Regions from separate parts of the Sus scrofa genome. Here region 2 is linked to region 1. Evidence: chromatin contacts called from public Hi-C data. All regions are on one chromosome and are shown on one strand. The core of a region is the stretch at or near the end of the contact, and the rest is flanking DNA. Distances in the headings are between cores, read along the strand shown.

Region 1 (5,737 bases), core at 1,963-4,462:
GCACAGGGAGGTTACATGACTTTCCCAAGAGAGTCACACATGCTGATGAATGGCAGAGTCAAGACGCAAACCCAAGCAGTTTTGCCCTAAAGTCTGAATTCCCAAATATTACAAGGTGCAGCCCCATTTATTTAAACATTTAGAAATCACTAACCTCCACTCTCATTTTTTTTTCCCTTTGCAAATGGAAATAAAAATTCATACTTTATTTCATCCACATGCCTGGGCCTTTAAGGGTCTCACAGATCAGCTGCCACAGGGTGTTTGCTGACCCACCCAGAGGACAGACCCAGGCATTGTTTCCAGCAGGGACACTGTCTGGATTGATTTCCTGGTTGGTGATCTAGGCTGGGTAAGCTTTCCTGCCCTCATAATAGACCTGGCAAAGGATGCCCACTGTACCTGGCAGAGGAGGCGCATACAGATGAGGCTCAGAAGCCCCGCCTTCCCCTCCTAACCACTGCTGGCCAACTGCAGCAGTGTGGGGCCAGTGGGGTTTCTGGCTGGAGTGACAGCTGGTCAGCAGCCATCTTATCAGAATTTCAAGAGGCCAACTTGTGGGAGGTCCAACAGGCAAATGCCACCAAAAGCGGCACAGAGTGGAATTTTTTCTTAAAGAATAGAATCTCATTGACACGTTTTTCCCCTACGGCTCCCTCAGAAACCCTGGTCCCCATGTCCACCCCACAAAAGAAATCTGATCATTTTTAGCCTCAGCACATTTTCCACTTTGATTCGCCACTGCTTAATTCTAGGCATTATCACAGTCACACTCTGACAGAGTTCAAAGAAAGGCCTGCCTGGTACCTGCTCTCTCTGACTTTGAAGCAAAGCGGGGAGGCTGCCCTCACCTTTACCCTGGAGGTCAGTTTCTTGCCTGTCCTGGAGCTCCAGGGGGAGCCCCCCACCCCTTCCCTTCAAGCATCTAGGACTGTTACTCCCAGCAGCCTCGGATTGGATTTACTTCTTATAAAATATGCCCTGCCTGCTTCCCCAAAAGACTGGGGAGCACTTCATACATTGTTTGCTTCTTGGGGCAGTGTTAGTGGGCCCTGGTTTAGAACTCCTTTCAAACCTGCGATAGGTGTGTTGGTCCTGGTTCCATCTGAGACTGTCCCCCCTTGTTAAAAAGGCTTTACTTTTAGAGCAGTGTTGGGTTCACAGCAAAATCGAGGAGAGGGTACAGAGAGTCGTGTATCCTCTGCCCCCACATGTGCACAGCTTCTCCATTATCAACATCCCCCATCAACTGTACATTTGTTACAACTGATGAACCTACACTGACACATCACAATTACCCAAAGTCCATAGTTTACGTTACAGTTTGCTCTCGGTGTTGTACATGCTATGAGTTTGGACAAATATATAATGATGCGTATCCATCATTATGGTACCACATAGAGTATTTTCACTGCTCTAAAAATCCTCTGTGTTCTGCCTACTCATCCCTCCCCACAGCCCCCCACTCTCTGACAACTACGCATCTTTTTACTGTCTCCACAGTTTTGCCTTTTGTCATACAGTTGGGGTCATACAGTAAATACCCTTTTCAGATTGGGTTCTTTCGCTTAGTACTATGCATTGAAAGTTCCTTTGTGTCTTTTGTGGTTGAGAGCTCATTTCTTTTTAGTGCTAAAAAACATTCCACTGTATGGATGTGCCACAGTTTGTCCATGCCCCTACAAGACACTGTGTTTGCTTCCAAGTTTTGGCAATCATGATAAAGCTGCCTTAAACATCCAGGTATAGGCTTTTGTGTGAACATAAGTCTTCAAATCCTCTGTATAAATACCAAGGAGAGCAATTACTGGATCTTAATGGTAAGTATGTTTAGTTGTGTAAGAAACTACCATACTCTCTTCCAAAGCGGCTGCACCATTTTGGATTCCCACCAGCAATGAATATGAGTTCCCATTGCTCTCGTTTCTTACCAGCATTGGTACTGTCAGTGTTCAGATTTTGGCCATTGCAATAGGTGTGTAATGGTATCTCACTGATGTTTTAATTTGTATTTCTCTGATGATATATGATTTGGAGCATCGAACTGTCCCCTCTTTTGAAGGAAAACAAATCTAAGAGTTTTATGTTGTTTTTGTGAACACCCCAAAGGCACCCAGCAGAGTGTGCGGAGACAGGATGTTCAGAATAGGTTTTAGGGGAAGGACAGCAAATCGGGAGTCAGGCAGTCTGAATTGCAGGGAGGTTTCTTAGCCATGATCTGTAAAATGGGCCTACTTCTCAGGGTTATTATGATAATTACAGGAATAAGTTTAGTGGAGGTCCTTTGTCTGGAATGTAAATTGCTATGCAAAAAGCACAGGATGTTATAAAAAATAAGGATTTGGTTAATCAAGGAGGAAACAATCTCCACCTCTGGGATCACCCTGGCTTTCTATAAAGCAAAGTTATTTGCTTTCCTCTAAATTTAAAAAGACAAGGTTCTGAATGTTGATAGCACTTTACTCACAAGCACAGGAATTGGAAACAAATGCCCTTCAGCTGGTAAATGGACCACATTGCGGTATGTCCATAAACCAGACTTACGTCAAGCAGTGAAACTGCTGGACAAACTACTGATACATGTAACACCACCGATGAATCTCAAAAGCATTATACTAAGTGAAAGAAGCCAGACTCAAACATCTACATACCATATGACTCCATTTAAACGACATTTTGGACAACGCAAAATGACAGGGACAGAAAAAGCACTAGTGGGCACCAGAAGCTGGGGGTGGGGAAGGGACGAACAACAGAAGAGGCACGAAAGAACTCTTTGGAAATGTACTTTTTCTTGATTGTGACGGGGGTTACCTGACAGTATGTGTTCATCTAATTTTATCAAACTGCTTGTGTTTTACTGTTTGTAAAACACAAATAAAATAAATAAAATCTGACTTTTCAAAAGTTACCATAACTTAAAAAAATAATAAAAGGAGAAGTCCTTCTCCTCAAACTGGATTGTTTCTGGACAGCAGGATGCAATGGCTTCTAACCCGCTAGGAGGAGAGTCTGGAAGGGAGAGCCATGCTGTTGACAAGGGACCCTTCACAACCGTTTGCATCACTGACCATAGCTGGATTTGACACTAAGCACTTGGCTCAAAGTCTATGAAATTAGCAGGCTCTGGTTGCTTGTACATCTCACCCGTCACAACTTTATTGACGAGAATGGCTACCAGCTGTCACCTCTGCCTCCGCCTCTGTGCTTGGTGATTCAGACTTCGTGGCCACAGCAAATCAAGCCGTGATCCTGCTATGGCTCTTCGTGTTGGGGTTTGAACTCCTGGCCAAATGGCTGTCGCTCAGCTGTTATGCTGCCAATCACCCGTCACTGTGGGTTAAATATGATAGGTTCACTGACATCTTCCAACTCTTTAGACATCTGAAAGGCGACTTGTTTTCCACACCAGAGGGCAACAAATCTGGGAGATATTTAGCTCCTGAATTTTAGAATTTCTGACTTCTGGAAGGGGGTGAGGAGGGGACTTGCTGTTTTACAGAACAAGTTGCAGAAAGACCGCAAGGCCATGAGTGGGAAAAATGATGACAGCAGCTCACAACCTAAGTTTTAAAACAATTTTGAGGTCACTGAAAAATTTACCTCCACAAAGGAATCAAGCTCTCAGCATGATGGAGCACAGCCCTTTACAAAAACAAAAACAAAAACCTACCTGAAATCTTTCATATGCTCTTGTCGTATTTTAATTTTCCCCTGACAGATAAGCAAGACATAAGATTTGGAAAATTCTCTCACTTATAAAGGTTTTATTGTAACTGCATGTGCATTTGACAGGTACTATTTTTTCCTTCAAAAGTGAGAAAAAGAGTTTCATCTTTTTGAAGTTATAACATTATTATTCTCATCATAGAAGAGTATTTCACAGACTGATGTTCCCCGCTCAGCTATTTTCATACTAAGGGGCTACAGAGAGGACATGAACGCTTACCGAATACCTGCCACACGCTGGTACCATGCAGGATGCTTTGCATATGTTATCTGCTATCATCTTCACGACAGTCCTGAGAATCAGACCTTAACAGTTCTGTTTTATAGCTAAGGAAACTAAGGCTCAGAAGCTAAGTAGTTTCCCTCAAATCGTAAGACAAATGGTGGGGTAGCCAGGATTCAAAGTCAGTAGTTGTGACTCCTAAGAATACATGATTAGGCTGATACATACAATTCTCCCCAGAGTTTTGACTGGTACCCTGGGTCCATGGGCCATATCCAAGATGGAAACCAACGGCAGAGTGTGGTCTACTAGAAAAAGCACCTGGTGAGGACTCAGAAGCCAGCTCTGGGACCACTCGTTAAACTCCCGTAACACCCAAGGGAGACATCTGATTTAGACTCTCTGTGCTTCTGTTTCATTTGCTTAGGGGGAAAACAAAATCTGCCTTTCTATGCACAGGAGTCTTTTGAGGAAAAAAAAAAAAAAAAAAAGCCTAATAATTCTTGCCTCAGCACAGTTAATTCCCCCCCCAAATGTTTCTTTATTATTATGTGAATAAAGCCCAATAACTAATAAGGGTTATAAAACATGATATCACATTTTAAGATTCTGTATGGAAAAAAAAAAAATGAAAGACATAAAGGCAAGTCAAGTGTACCGTGGACACCAAGGCTGATCAGTTATTATTGATCACAGTAACGCTGCCTCACTCAGCATTGGAGGTAGTAAAGATTCCATTTGGGGTGCTGCCTTTTTGTAGCCCGATTCTGAAGCTCTTCGTGAGGTGCATGACAGAGAAACGGATGCCCAACTGAAGGGCTTCTCTCTCTGGGCTTCCTCTGAAATTTAATCTCGAGTCTTGGGGTGCTGACTGCTGCCCCAAAGTTTCATCTTAAGCATTTCCTTGTCATGTCAGTACAATAGCAGGCACAAACGGACCTCAAGCCCATGTTGGTTTTGCAGCTTCTTTGTGCAAAGTGAAGGGCACTCTATTCTAGGTGAATAGTACTCTGCCCTCTGGGTGTTTATTTCTAACATGGGCAATAATTTGATTCTATACTGAAGGACATTTCTTTGCATTATAAGTTATTTCATGGCAAGAATTCCACTGTTTGTGCCCAAGGTTTAGCAGAGCCCATTTCTTGATAGAAACGTTGATGAGGCCTTCTCTCTGTTATAAACCCTATCCTCGAGGCCATGCTTCCAGGGCTTTCCTGTATATCCTAACCCTGCTCACAGACAAGACACATTTTCCCAAAGTAAATGGCCATGCTTGTCCACCCCAACATCGTGTCAGAAATCAGGCACAGATCTTTATCTACAGAGAGGGAGAGACACCCAGAAAGAGTGCAAGCGGATGTAGCAGAACCCTTGCGTGAGCCTGATGGGCACTCTGCCTTCAGATAATCTGAGCTTTAGAAGAGAGGGGAGCTGGCATGAGTTCTCAGTTCAGCTTGAGCTCAGATGCTCTGGTGAATTCTTTCCCCTAGCTGCTGCTTTATTCCTGTGTGGAAATGGCCTAAAACACCAGGAGAGGAAAGGCAGCTGGCTTCTGCCAAGAAGAGGGTGGCTGGAACCTGTCCCCTGTCATAACTTGAAGAATAATACTTCTGCGTGAAATGGCTAGGAATCTTTCTAAGCGGCAGAAACAGAGTGAGTGAAGAAACAGTGGACTAAAGGTAGGATGACAAACAGAGATGAGGAAAGGGGTGACAGAGGGGCGGCTCATTTCCCTTCCGCTCAAAGCGTACATTTTCCCTCAATAGTACATTCACTTGACTTTCC
Region 2 (6,064 bases), core at 2,571-5,070, 180 kb before region 1:
CCCGCTGCAGGGCTGCGGCAGCGGCGGCGGCAGCTGCGGCCGAGGCGGGGAAGCGCGGCGCGTGGGGGCCCCCAGCACAGGGGCCGGAGAGGCTGCCCCCTGGAACCCCCGAGGTTCCCGGACCGGTGCCTGCCTGCGGGATACTCCACCACGGGAGGTCGTCGGGGGCCGGGTTGGGGGACAGCTGACGGCACGTGGGGGGCGGGGGCGGCGGGGGCGGGGGTAGCAAGTTGGAGTAGCCGGGTGGTAGCGCGGCCTGGGCTGCATAGGGCACGTAGGCTGGCGCGCAGCTGGCTGGCAGCGCCGCCATACTCGAGGGCAGCATCTTCACCGGTGAGAACTCGTAGGGGTACGAGGGGTCAGCAGGGGGTGTTAGCGGCAGCTCGTGCGCCGCCCCGAAGGAAGGCTGCAGGTGCGTTTTCTGCGGCGTCAGCCCCAGGCTGGGGTGCGGGGGCGGCAGCGCGCCAGGCGAGTGAGCGGGCATATCCGTGGTCCACGGGTGAAAAAGCCTGGAGGGCGAGCCCAGCGCGGGGTCGTAGGACACCTGCAGGAATTCTGGGGGTGCCGTGGCGCCTGGCTGGCCGATGCGGCTACAGGTGGCGGCTAGCAGCGCCAGGGGCGAGTGCTTGCCCAGGTCTGGGGAGGCGCTGGGGGTGCGATCCTGCATAGGCGGCGGCGGGGGAGGGCGGATAAGAGACAAAGGGTTAGCGTTCCCAGCCCGGTCTCCGGCCGTCCCGCTACCCCCACGCCAGCTATTGTACTGATGCCCCTCCCCCGCCCTGGCCGTCCCTCCCCCGCTACCAGATCCCTTGCACTCACCCACTAGTCCCTGGAAACTTTTGATACCTGCGCTACCTGAACGCGGAGCGCGCGAGCGCTTCCTGTTAAACTACTTGGTGCAAAGAGACGCCATCCAGCCTCAGAGAAAGGCAGGCAGAGTGGGAGGGGAGAGGGATCCCGGCTCCGCGGGCAGAAAGTGTGTCTGGAAACACCCACAGCCCGGCTGCCCATCCGCCTTCCCTCCCATCTTTTAAGCCCTCATTTACACGCTACTCTCGAGTTCCTCCTGCGCCCGCCCCAGGAGGGCCCGGCGGGGTGAACTGGGGCTGGTTCTCAGCCAGACGCGCACCTCCGAACAACCCCCGGATACGCACTTCCCTCCCCCAAAGGCCACACTCTTGACACCAAGATTAGGTGTGAAGTTGGTGTGAACACCCCAGGTATGACTCCAGAGGCATCCACCCAGCGGGATTCCCTTTGAAATTCAGGGTGCAGAGTACCAAGAAAGATCCAGACACGACTCTTCCCACCTTTCCCTCGCCCCCTTCGAGCCCAGCCCTGACCTGGAGGAAGGCCTGCAGCGAGTCATTCCGGAGGACGGCCACGGCGGCCATGGCTACGGCTTGCGGGCCGTTGGCTGTGGAGCAGGGCGCTGCCGAGGCATGGAGACCCGAAGGCGAGGACCAAGGGCTGCCTAATGTCCCTCCCCGGCGCCTGTTTTGCGCGCCGGGGCCCTCCCCGCTTGCACCCCTCGCCGCACCCCGCTCGCTCGCCCCGCGCGCGGTCTGAGCGCTTCAGGATCACCTCCAAGAATTTGATAAGGACTTTGCTGGGCCGCCAGCCAGTCAGAGGGAAGATTTATGGCTTTGAAGTTTGCCGCTACCCAATCATCAAAGAATAGCGGCTCTTTCAGAAGCGAAAGCAAATCCTTTGAATCCACAAAGCTCCTATGGTGTGTTTGTTGGTCTGGATAAAAGAACTGATTATTAGGGGGGATGGGAAGGGAGGAGATAAAGGCGGGACAATTAATGAAGTAATCACTATGTGGGAAATGTATATACACAAATAATTGGATTTTCCTGATCAAAGGGGGCCTTACCGCCTGGAGACCCGCGCTTGGGTTGCTTGAGACACTCGATACCCCTCCCCCCCCCTCCCTTGCAATTAAAGATTTGCGCCCAGGCAGCGCCCAAAGTGACAAAGTGTCTTTGTTATCTCCAGGGAAATCTGCCCTCAGCTTCCAGGCGCGGGACTTTGAGACGAAGACCAGGGTAATTCTCCCCTCCCCCCATACTTACACACCCAGACAGCACACGCACCGGCCCGAGCACACCAAGGACCCGAGGGAATTCCCGGGGCTGGGCGTGGGACGTCCCGCGCTCCGCCCACCGCGTTCCCCCCTCTTCCAGCCCCTGCCCGGCCTTCTCAGAGTGGCGGGCAGCTCCGTGACCTGGGGCGGAGCCGGGCGGCCGCCCAGGGTGGCGGTGGGTGGTGCGCACGCTCCCAGGCCGCCAGCCTGATGAGCAACTGGGGCTCCCTTGCGATGTTCCTGCTGGCTGGCGACTTGAAAGTTTTCTCCGGCCACAACAACTTTTTGCAAATAGTGAGCCTGGGAAAAAACACCCGGGCCGCACTTACCCCAAAGCTAAGCTTGGCAGGACACTCAGAGCCATACGAGAGAAAAATGTTTGCTATCTTGCTCTCCTTTCTCTGGGCAGGCAGGTGATAGCTATTAGGCCCGACTGAAACCCCCAGCGATGCTAGAATTCCCCAGCCCTAGCCCAAGCCCTGCCAGGCGAGCGCGCGCTCCTGCAAGCCGCACACACCTGCAGGGAGCTACCCGAAAGAAGTAAGGCGCGGTGGAGGACCCTGTAGCTGTTGTAGGGCAAACCACAAATAGTACGAGGATGGCTCTCTAACCAGAAAGAAAAGTCAATAAAAACTGTTGTCCCCGTCACCTTTGTAAAGGAAAGAAATTTCTTCAGGCGCGGGGCATTCTTTGCCCGGGTCAGGAAAACACTCTCCGGGTGTGTTTTCCCTAAACCCTCGCGTCTCGCTATGCCTGGCCAAGAACGGACAGCTGGTCACCTGCCTCTTCCGGTCCAGGGCGCAAGGCGCGCCCTGCAGGGGCAGTGCGGACACCCAGATATCCTCACCCAAGAGAACCGGAGGGGGAGGAGGGAGAGGCGGGTGGGGGCGCCTCGGGGTCTTCACGGAACTGCAGGGCATTAGGGACTGGGAATGGCGGTAGAGGCCTCACACCCGCCGTCCACGTGACCGCTCAGCAGAGCGGGCCACCTGGGCTTTGGCCGAGCCCGGTCTACGTGTGCCTCTGGGTACATGGCCTCCTTTCTCACAGGCCGCCCGCCTTGCGTGGATCCTCAGAGGCGTCTCGCGCCCCTCCTTCCTGTGCATCATCCTCCGGGGGGAACCACACCGCGGCAATTCTCCGTGCTGGGCCCGCGGTTAGGCCAACATTAGCAGGCTTCTGATTCAGAGTCTGAGTTGTATGTTGGTGCTTTCTGCACTCCCATTAGGGGTTGGGACCCTACGCCACCAGACCTGCATTTCCCCACGCCCAGGGCCCGCCAGCAAAATAGAAACGTCTTGCTGAAGAGGAATGGGCCGCATGCAGCCCCAATACCATGAGCTCTTCGCGAGCCCCATCCTTGCACGCCCCTCCTCTCTCCAAGGTGTCACCCAGGAGCGGTGAGCAGTGACAACCAGCTTGGCCGACGAGGTCTGCCTCTTGAAGAGAAGGTCCGGATGCTCTGGGTGCCAGAAAAGGGAGGGGCCTTAGTGTTTTGCTCCGAGGCCGGGCAGACCTACACCTTTCCGCACGGCGTGCAGAAATCGATTCTCGGCAAAGCCTGGGGCAGGAAGGAACCCTTTTCCGCATGCAAGTTAGAGGCTAGGGAGTGCTACAGCGCAAACACGCGAAGGTACCTGTCGGCCCAGTCCAAGCGGGTATGGTCCCTTAGTGGGACCTCTCAGGCTCTGTCTGAGCTCTTCGACCTCCGGCTAACGGTGGTTGGGCGGGGTGCGGGCCGGGCTGGGCCAAACAGGCTATAAGGCATTCTCATTTGTGGAATCTGTTCATTAATTTAACAAAAACGCAAGAGAAGCCAGTTCATGTTTCCAGTTGTTATAGAACTCTTTCTCCAAGATGCCCCATTAACCAATAAACCACCATCAATGGCCAGCAGGGAGGAAGAGAATACTGGCTTGGTGTTAAGAGCTCCAACTCTGAAAATCTAAACGCAGATTTCTCTTTGCCACTTTCTAGTTGGTGACCTTGGCCAGCAAGTTACTCACCCGCATTGTGCCTTAGTTTCCCAACTTGTAAAATGCGGGTTTTAGCAGTGTTCACCGCGTAGTGCTTGTAGGCTTAAAAGTGGTAATATAATCAAAGTCTACAGGACAGTGTGAGCTCACAATAGGCCCTCCCTTGACTTAAGTCCTGGGTCTGGGCCTCATCTCCATTTGCGAAAACCAGCCAGGATTTCAGCCTTCCCAGGCGTGAGCTGAAGTTTGGAGAGAGACTTTTACAAAGTGCTGTTTAGTCTCTCTCCCTTTGCACTCGGGGCTCCTGAAGAACTTATTCTTAATGAAATAATGTTCCGAGCGTCCATTAAAAATGCAATGCTGGGAGATCAAAGTACAATATTTATTTTAGAAATTTGTTGCAATCACCAAGAGATACAGGTATCAAGGCCAAATGTCAGTTCCGTTACACAAAGCCCCGCGCCCGGGAAGAGCGTGTGGCTGCTCTGCCATAATGTAAAGAGACATCAAAGACCGAGCGCGCTGCAAAAGTGCGCAGCCGGGAGGAGGGAGTGAGCCCGGGAGGGCCTGGCGAGCCCCAGACGGCGCGGGGGCTGTGGGGGCGGGGGTCAGTTCAAAGAGGTATCCGCTGGGGCGGGAGTTCACAGGAGGGAAGGTTTAATGGGCTTTCTTTTGTTGGTGGGTGTGTTTGTGCGCGGAGGACCCAGGAACTCCTCTGTGGTCCTTCAGCCCGAGGGTGGAGGCGGGGGGCGGGGGTGGGAAGCGGCGAATTGGGAGCAAACTTTAACCGCGGCGGGGGGCGGGGAGGTTGAATACCAGCCTCCTGGCGGTGGTTGGCGCAGCGGAGCCGCTCTCATTGCGGCTCTCCAAGCAGCACGGTTCCAAGGCTGCGAAGTTTGCCTCGCGGTTTTTTTGTTTTTTGGGTTTTTTTTTTTCCCGTGGGCGGGCAGGCGGTGAGCGCTGACCGAGTGCCACCCGCGAAGAGAGGTGGGTAGATGCACCTGCACAGGCACTCGTATGATGGACCGACCTGCTGTGCCTGCTGTGTGTGCTCCGGAATCCGCTCCAGGAAGGAGTGTTTACTGAGAGCTCCGGGGTTGCTACTTCGCGCCCGAGCCTGGTACCTCGCCTCAGGCATTTTCTTGCAGCAACTGGGGACCCACACCTTTGAGATAAGTCCAACCAGTCCCCCACCTTCAGTGGGTTAAAAAAAAAAAATCTATACATGATTTAGGTCATTCTAACAAATTCTTAATTCATTGGCTCCTTATAGAGGGCTGTTGCTTCGCTGCCCAATCTCGCCTCCTCTCTTCTAAAGTCTCAACTTTCCAAGATCCGGCATCTGCCTAGTTAATACAATACCAGTCATTGCTTTATTAAAGGTGATGGCAGGGGAGGGTGCAGAATTTCTCTCTTACTAGTAGGGCAAAATCGCAGGAGGATGTGTGTGCATTTGTTTGGTCATCTACAACTAAGTATTCTTAGAGCAGCCACTCCGTAGCCTTTTGAAGTTGTGCTAGAGCAGAAAGCTGCTATTGTTTTCAGCTCTCAACAGGGAAGGGATCAAACTTTGCCTCTTCAATTAGAAGGCTTTTATTTTTTATTTTTTAAATGGTGGTGGGTGGGTGCTGTGTTGCGATCTGACACACTCTGAGTATTTGCAGCCAACTTGCTGTTTAAACTGCAGACCAAATCGCATCATAATGCTTGCATCTGAAACAGGGGTTGGATCATTATTGCAGCCAAGGGCTTTCAGTTGAAAGAAATTTCTGGTGCTGGGAATCTGGAAAACACTGGTTTTGTTTTGGGAAATTTCTTCAACTGGAAGCCTTGAATTATCTTTAAGCTTAAACATCAAATTGGGATCAGTATATAATAGGTGAATGATAGGAATTCTAAATCTAGGAGGGACAGTCTTATCTAATTTGAATCTCCCATTTGATGTCAGGAGGAAACAACATTGGCATATATGTGTCACACCTGTGCAGTGCTGTGAACT

The links. A called contact is a pair of places that touch in the nucleus more often than the background predicts.
Region 2: a Hi-C map of skeletal muscle shows a contact between it and region 1, with 1.8 times the contacts expected there. The contact joins the promoter of SP5 here to the enhancer-like site in region 1. A contact is called at or near these places in 1 of 5 promoter capture datasets (liver), 4 of 47 Hi-C or Micro-C datasets (embryonic fibroblasts, heart right ventricle, skeletal muscle and 1 more) and 1 of 2 datasets of contacts at active chromatin or transcription factors (skeletal muscle).

Annotation. Positions count from the first base shown.
Region 1 is chr15:76,722,041-76,727,777 of Sscrofa11.1, reverse strand. All of the region lies in intron 28 of MYO3B (myosin-IIIb), which reads right to left. Among named protein-coding and RNA genes, the nearest start is that of SP5, 180 kb to the left of the region's middle. Within about 2 kb of position 3,212, at least 2 of the 83 cell types and tissues checked have an H3K27ac peak or open chromatin away from gene starts, as enhancers often do. A contact at or near this core is called in skeletal muscle, where this site is marked.
Region 2 is chr15:76,897,894-76,903,957 of Sscrofa11.1, reverse strand. It overlaps SP5 (transcription factor Sp5), which reads right to left and starts at 3,820. Exons shown (of 2, transcript XM_021075439.1): 1 at 2,079-3,820; 2 at 1-661. The coding sequence starts at 484.